2 separate regions of the Rattus norvegicus genome follow, and region 2 is linked to region 1. The links are chromatin contacts, called in public Hi-C maps. All regions are on one chromosome and are shown on one strand. Each heading gives the region's core, a stretch centred on a gene start, on an enhancer-like site or on the middle of the called end of the contact. The rest is flanking DNA. Distances are from core to core; before and after follow the strand shown.

Region 1 (3,685 bases), core at 625-3,124:
GGTTGCTGGGAATTGAACTCAGGACCTCTGGAAGAGCAGCCAGTGCTCTTAACCACTGAGCCATCTCTCCAACCCCTTTCTTTAAATTTTTATTTCATGCGTATGAATGATTTGCCTCCGTGTGCATGCAGTGACTGTGGAGGCCAGCAGAAGACATCAGAACTCTTGGAACTGGAGTTATAGACTTGTGAGCTGCCACGTGGGTGCTGGCACTCAAACACAGGTCCTCTGAGAGAGCACCCAGTGCCCTTAACTGCTGAGCTGTCTCTGGAGTGTGTGTTCTGTAACCATGTGTAGATGTCAATAATGAATGTTGACATCTAACAAGGCCCTTTTTGTTTGATTGGGTCAGTGTTAAAGAATAATTTTAAATAAATAAAATTTGTCCTGATGGGGTTGGGGATTTAGCTCAGTGATAGAGTGCTTGCCTAGCAAGCACAAGGCCCTGGGTTCGCCTCGGTCCTCAGCTCCAAAAAAAAAAATTTGTCCTGATGGGTACTATTATTATGGTCATTTTAAGGTTCAAAAAACTGAGGTTTAGAAATTGTAAATATTTGTTCACGGTTCATGAGTGACAGAGCCCTGATTGTGTTTTAACTAGGAATTGAACCTAAGTTCTCCCACATGCAGTCTACCACTGAGCTAACTCCCCAGCACAGCCCAGATCTGATCTCGCTTCACTCATCTGAGAACATGGTTCATTTCAGGGCTAGGGTTCTGTTTTGTGCAATCAGACATTCTGCAGTTCTTTTTGTCTTAAGATAAGTACTTCTTTAAACCCTCTTTTAAAGATGGAAATCTCAAATAGAGGACCCTAAATTATATGGGCTTGGGGTATGGCTCAGAGACAAAGTTTAGTCATAGGAAGGTACTGGGCTCAACTCCCAGAACCAAGGAGAAAAGGAGGAAACAAGCCATTTATGTGCTTGGGGATTGAGAGTTCACTGGTACTTCTTAGAGAACTGCACCGAAGACAGGGCCTCGGCAAGCGTGTGGTCATCCCTAGCTGTGGCATTGGATGGCACACATAATTCCAGGGGAAGGGGCAGAGTAACCACGACAGATAATTCTGTAAGGTAATCTTAATGTCACTTTAAATTCTTTATTTTAAATTTTACCTTCTGTCTGTCTATCGTTCATTCGTTCATTTGTTTTTCAGTTTTTCAAGACACGGTTTTTCTGTGAAGCCTTGGCTGTCCTGGAACTCAGAGATCCACCTGCCTCTGCCTCCTGAGTGTTTTGATTAAAGCCTTGTGCCGCCATTGTCCATCAACATTATTTTTTAATAATTATAAACAGAGTAAAACATAATCAAGCATGAAACCCAGAAATTCGCTAATAATTTATGGAAGACTAACTTCTCCAGAGAGAATTGACTAGATGAGTAACTTTATTTACACTGTAAATGCATGTGGAAGTATGTATGAAGTATGTATGAAGTATGTATGAAGATTCACATGTATGCCCACATGCAGTGTCACCACCTGCATGAGGAGATCACAGGACAACTCAAACTCAGCTGGTCAGGCTTGGCTGCAAGCACCTTTACCCACCGAGCCATCTCACCGACCCAAAAGATAGTTTTAAAGAAAACGAAACAATCATGCCAATCACGAAGGAGAGAGTGTGGTTTCAGCAAAGAGGAAACTTTGAGAAAGCAGTTGGGTGGAGAGATGGTGGATGCTCAGAAGGAGCTGCCGGCCAGGGCACAAGAATGAGCTCTGTGCCTTCCCTGGGGACCCCAGAAAGGCTCTGGATTCTGTCAACAATGCTGTGATGGGCTGTGAGGCAATTATCAGTGGCCTCATTACTGAGCTGGATTCTGTGCCTGGGGACATCTGGGCCCCTTTCCCAAGACCTGTGTAAACAGTGTGGCAGGTGAGACTTTGCCCTCAGGATAAAAGCCAGGGTACTGCCTGTCAGAAGCAAGCCGTCAGCTCAGAGCAGGTTACTGCAAGGGTCTTGTGACCTACGAGGAGAAACTCCCAAATCTCTATGGTAAACTCAGACAACAGTCAAACAAGCTGAACCTGCCTCTCCACTTCCTCCACAGCTGCCTCGGATGCCTGCCTGCTCCCCTGCCCTTTCTTAATTGGCAGTTGACAATTGTACACATGTATTGGGAGCAGTGCGGTGATTCTGCACATGATCTCTATATCTTTCTCATTTCATTTGGAGTTTTCTAATCTTTTTTGTAGCTTTCTAAGAGGCACAGCAGGATGGGGGAGGTGCCCCAGTCAGTAATGCTCTTGCAGCACGAGCATGAGGACTGAGTTCCCATAGGTTGATGTCGATATGCAGGTGAGGGCTAGCACCAGTTAGGTCAAGGCCATGATTGGACAGTAATAAAAATAAGGCAGGAGAGGAGGGGGAGGAGGAGGAGGAGGAGGAGGAGGAGGTAGAGGAGGAGGAAGAGGTAGAGGAGGAGGAGGAGGAGGAAGAGGAGGAGGAGGGGGAGGAGGAGGAGGAGGAAGAGGTGGAGGAGGAAGAGGTGGAGGAGGAGGAGGAAGAGGAAGAGGAGGAGGAGGGGGGAGGAGGAAGAGGAGGAGGAGGAGGAAGAGGAGGAGGAGGAGGTGGGGAGGAGGAGGAGGAGGAGGAGGAAGAGGAGGAGGAGGTGGAGGATCAAGATGGAGAGAGACAGAAAGATGACCCAGATCTGGGTGGTCTTGAATTGCCAAGGTAGTTGGGATGGATTAGGTGGGCGATTAACATCCTTATTAATTGGTTGTATTGTGGATTGAGAATTTAACATATAAATCTGATTGTTGGGTTACAGTTTGTTGAGTCACGATTTTACCAGGTAGCTGGGACCAGAGTTCCCAGCTTGCCAGGGCTGGCCAGGGTGACTAGCAATGGGAGTGGAGAGACCGCTTGGCCTAGAAGATAGCTAGGCTAACGTGGCGTGGTGCCACACTGGAACCAGCTGCTGCTGAGATAAATTAATGTATGTTCTATATGGTGCTACGGTGCCAGAACTAACAATAGGGGGCGACCACCTGGGTCCAAGAATACCAGGGTGGGGGCATCGTGGAACGGTGGCTCGCAGGAGCCAATAGAGCCTATTTTTTATTTTTACCTCAACAAGTTCCAATCTCCAGGACCCATGTACACCTGTAGTCCCAGCACTCAGAGGTGGAGACAGGAAGAGATCCTAGGGCTGGCTGACTAGCCAGTAAGAGATCTCATCTCAAAGAATAAAGTGGAGAACGTGTGTGTGTGTGTGTGTGTGTGTGTGTGTGTGTGTGTGTGTGTGTGTGTGTGTGTATTTTGGTATATGTAGTAGGAATCAGTATGGTACATATGTTAGGCTATTAGAAATTAGGACTTGAGTCTGTGCCCGCTGCCTGACTACTGTGATGCATGCTACCCTTACCCTGGCCTCCTGGTTGTTATATACTCCGCCCTTCCTTGAAATGACTTTTGTGTCCACTGGAGGTCCTTTAGAGACATCATACAGTATATAAGTCTCACCATCTTAGATAGGATTCCTCTTGGTGATTCTATTTAAGGAGAAAAACAAACCTAAATAATTGGAGAAGAATGCACAAAACTATTTCTATCAAATTATCTGTTAATTTCAATTCATTCACAGGAATAAACAAGGGACACCAGACTTGTGAGGGAAAAAAAAAAAACAGTGAGAAAAAAAGAGTACAGAAGTAAAAGCTTCAAATATAGTAACTTG
Region 2 (4,122 bases), core at 1,619-4,118, 50 kb after region 1:
ATTATACAGCACTGTTTGCTTTCCTCGTTATCTAAGCAGAAGGCAGGATCCCCAGCCTCAATTAAACTAGCAAGGGGCCTGTAGCTTTGTTTTTTTTTTTTTTTTTTGTTTTTTTTTTTTTTTTTTTTAAAAAAGAACAAAAAACCTTCATCTATAAAATATTTTCTTCACTTAATAAATATATTTTCTTCATTTCAGGAAGTACTTTTATGTGTGCTAGTGAGACCAATGCTTTAAAATTCCAGATTAAATTAAAATTGGAGTTCCTGAAATGACAAAGAACACACTGCAGTGAAGTCTAGTAAAAGTGTAGTGTAGACATCCTGGCAATATATCGATTTGCATTTTTCTTTTGAGACAGGGCATCAGTATACAGCTCTGGCTATCTTGAAACTCACTCTGCAGACCAGGCTGGCCTTGAACTCAGTTTCTACATCCCAAGTGTTTGGATTAAAGATGTATGCCACTAAACCTGGCTATGATTTTCAAACATCTTATATGCTGTTTAAAAATATGTCTCAATAACTACTGAATAATATCAGGTATCTTTCCAGAACAAGACTGTTTTATGAAATATGTTTGGTTCTTTCCTCCTCTGAAGCTGAACTGTTTGGGGTAGGTTTTGGGTAGTGGAGGAACATTTGCTTAGCAAGGAAATTCAGTTCTCAGCACCGGAGGACACATCTACCAACACCACAGCATTGAAGGCTTTGGAATATTTTGACTGAATATTTAATACTTCATTAAAAAGTGCTAATATCTGATGCGAAGAGCAAAATAAAGCAATGGCATGTGTGTTCCCTCTTTAATTTTTGTATCTAATAGGTATTATTGTGATGGACTTTTTTAGTCTATTTCAGAGTATATCCTTCACAAAGAATCCCAAATATGGAGTTATGTGTTTTGAGTTGTGGACCTTCTTTTTTTTTTTTTTTTGGTTCTTTTTTTTCGGAGCTGGGGACCGAACCCAGGGCCTTGCGCTTCCTAGGTAAGCGCTCTACCACTGAGCTAAATCCCCAGCCCCCGGACCTTCTTAACTATGAACTCACCCCACCAAATTGCTTCCTAAAGTATTTGTTTCCATTCACACCCCCATTCACAGTATTTGAGAGTACCCTTTTGATCTTAGCAGCTTGAATTCTTTTACTTATTTACTAATATGATAGACACTGAGATGTTACAACTTGGGTTGCATCTGTTATTGCAGGACAGGATAAGATCAAGGCTTTTGAGTCAAACATGCATTTGGGTTTGGTCATGGCTCCGCCAATTCCTAGCCAGGTTACATTGACGAATAACTTTTTTTGAAGCTCCCCTTTATTCCTTAGTTTACTTTAATGCCAATGATAGCTTTTACCCTGAGTCCGGGTTGTTGTAATCATTGAGGGAGGTAGTCACGTGAAAGCACTTCACTGTTCTGAACATAAGACCAAGAGTGAATGCTCCATTTTCAGTTGCAAAGTGTCCCACCCACTTCAGTTTGACTAGTGTACTACTTAGGGATTCACATAACATTTTTACTGCCCCTATCTGTGTTGCACCCGTGGAGAGAGGGGTCAAGCAAGTATTCTCTTGGTGGTCTCTAAGAACCACATAAACCTGTTTGGTTACAAAGCACACACCTGGTTCCCATCCTTGAGGAATTTGCAATCTAAAGACTTCTGAGATTAACCTGGAGTCTCTCGGGGCTTTTTAATTGTTTAGTGAGGTCTCTGAGGGTGATGGTGGTAGCTCGATGAAGAGGAAGCTTAGTGAAAGGATTTGCAGAGTCCCTGGAAAAGCTACTGTCTCGGCAAAGGCAAGTCTAAGATTGCCCTGAAGATGACTTTATTTATCCTGTAAGAATTAAGTACACTCGCGTCATATTTGTATTGAAAGTTCGTTTACGAAAGAGATAGTGAGTTAAGCACTGTAAATGGAATGCAGCAGGCTAGTAAGGTTTGAACCGTTGCTGTGTGTACAAGTTACACCAAGTGTTACTCCAAATCCCAGCAGAAAGTACCAAGGGCTGGCAGCACCGAGATAACCTCAGAAGAAGCCAGCCACTGTGTCTCTCTAGTGAGTGGATACAGTGAGATGATGGTCAGACTGTTAACTTTCTCCAAGTCTACAATAATTTAGGGTTGGCTGTTCTTTGGGCCCTACTTCCAACTTTTTCTTCCTAACCTACTCCTTCTAACTGCCAAGGAGTATCACTGCTAACACCACCACCATCAAATAATCCGATCTCATTATGGGGTTATACCCACTGACGTTTTGATGGAACTTAAAAAACACTGCAAAATTAAAACCAGCCAGCCTTTCTAGTTGGTTAAAAATCCGCATAAATTAATGTTCTTTTGTTGCAAACACTGGGCCTATTTCCCTCTCCTAGCCCGGGATCCTGCAGCCTAGCACCGAACTACACCCTGGAGCGGCTGCCCGGTTCCCCCTCCTCCTGGGAACAGCTCCACCTCGGGGGCGCTGGAAACGCCCTCCGTGAGTTCCCTGGCACCAGCGGGAGTTTCAAGTTTCCACGCGCGGGGCGGGGGCTGGCGGCGGGCGCACGGCGAGCTTCGGGCCGCGCGGCTCCGCTTCGTTCACTGCGGGCTTCGGACTCGGGCTGACCCGCGGCGTCCTCGTCCCTCGGGAAGGCTTCGGGAAGGCTTCGCGAAGGCCCCGCAGCGCGTCCCCCGGCTGAGGCCCACTCCACTCCGCCTGTGGCGCCAAGCCCCCGGGGGCGGCCGGGGGACACGCTCTCGCTGCGGCCGCGGTGTTGGCGCTCGAGTCCCGGCCTCGCCCCGCCACTGGCGGGCCGCGGGAGGAGGGGGCGCGGGGCGGCCCCGCCTTCCCCCCCGAGGAGGCGCCGGGCGGCCATATTGCCGAGCTGTCTGCGGCGGCTGCGGCGCGTCTTCTCTCAGGCGGCCCAGGGCTCGCACCGCCGACTCTCCGCTCGCTCGCCGCCAGCCGCGACGCCCCCGCCGAGCCCCGCCTCAGCCAGCCGGCGGCGGGCAAGGAAGGAGCCGCTCATTTTTGGGGTAAGCCCTGCTCGGCGCGCTCCCCGTCCCAGGCCCGGGTGCTGCTCTCCCCACCGAGGCGCTGAGGTGGCGGCCAGAAGTTGCCGGGCTGTGGCGCCGCGACCCGGGGCCTGGCGCGCCTCACAGACGGGCTCGCGCCTGGCCGCCCGAGAGGCGCCGCGATCGTTAACGGCTGAGCCATGCCACTCACCCGGAGTCTCCCGCAGCTCCGCGCCGCCCACCGTCGGCCTGGCCGCCCGGTGCGTCGGGCGGTGCGGGTTCCCGCCGCCTTGGACTGGGCCCCGGGCTCGGCCCGGCGCGCCCCCGGGGGCCGCGTGGAGCGTAGGTCGCATGCTCTCTCGCAACCCGGGGACGGGGGGCGGCAAGGCTAGAACTTCTCCCCCGGCCTCCTGTTTGAAAGTCGGGGTGTTGGATTACTAGAGAGCGTGCGGACACCCTAGCAGCGGAAAGGCCGTCGCGTTGCCCGGTCCCACCGTTCGAGCCCGCGAGGCCAGGCCCGAGCTCCCAGCCGTCTTTACCTGGGGCTGCAGTCGGCTGCCCGTGTCCTCCCGGTCCCCCGACTTGCCCGCTCCTCGGAGTCGCTGGCGCAGTGTTAGCAGACCCCCACCGGGAAACTAAGCATTTCTACCTTTCGGGGCTCCCAAACTCCCATCTCCCAGCTAAGTTAGAAAGGGAGCAGTACGTTATTTCAGTTGAAATAGCACGTCTGCACCTACACAGATGTTTCTGTAAACGTTGCCAGGATTCTGGGTGGTTTTGCCCCCCTCCCCAACCCCCCAGGAGTGGTTTTTCATTGGAAGTGTGTTTAGAGGTCAAGTTCATAATTTTTTTTTTAAAGTTCAGTTCAGATTTGTAAAAAGAGGAGTGAGAGAGATGCCTTGTTGGCTGTGTGGAGGCACCAAGATTTGCATGATGTAAATGTAAAAGCCCAAGATAACAAGGGTTCATGTGATGAAAGAGTACTTGGACACTGCAATCTATTGTTGACCAAGCATCTTTTTTTTTTTTTTATAGAATACTTATAAAACTGTGACGGAGCTCAGAATAAACAATTGCCCTGTTCATTTTGCTGCATAAATAATGGCTTAATCTGCTTGGCAAAACA

What was found. A called contact is a pair of places that touch in the nucleus more often than the background predicts.
Region 2: a Hi-C map of liver shows a contact between it and region 1, with 5 times the contacts expected there. The contact joins the promoter of Rdx here to the enhancer-like site in region 1. A contact is called at or near these places in 10 of 12 Hi-C or Micro-C datasets (the A7r5 cell line, the Rat2 cell line, Schwann cells and 5 more).

Annotation. Positions count from the first base shown.
Region 1 is chr8:61,223,852-61,227,536 of GRCr8, forward strand. No RefSeq gene overlaps it. Among named protein-coding and RNA genes, the nearest start is that of Fdx1, 42 kb to the left of the region's middle. Within about 2 kb of position 1,875, at least 4 of the 93 cell types and tissues checked have an H3K27ac peak or open chromatin away from gene starts, as enhancers often do. A contact at or near this core is called in hepatocytes and liver, where this site is marked.
Region 2 is chr8:61,272,924-61,277,045 of GRCr8, forward strand. It overlaps Rdx (radixin), which reads left to right and starts at 2,869. Exons shown (of 14, transcript NM_001005889.2): 1 at 2,869-3,017.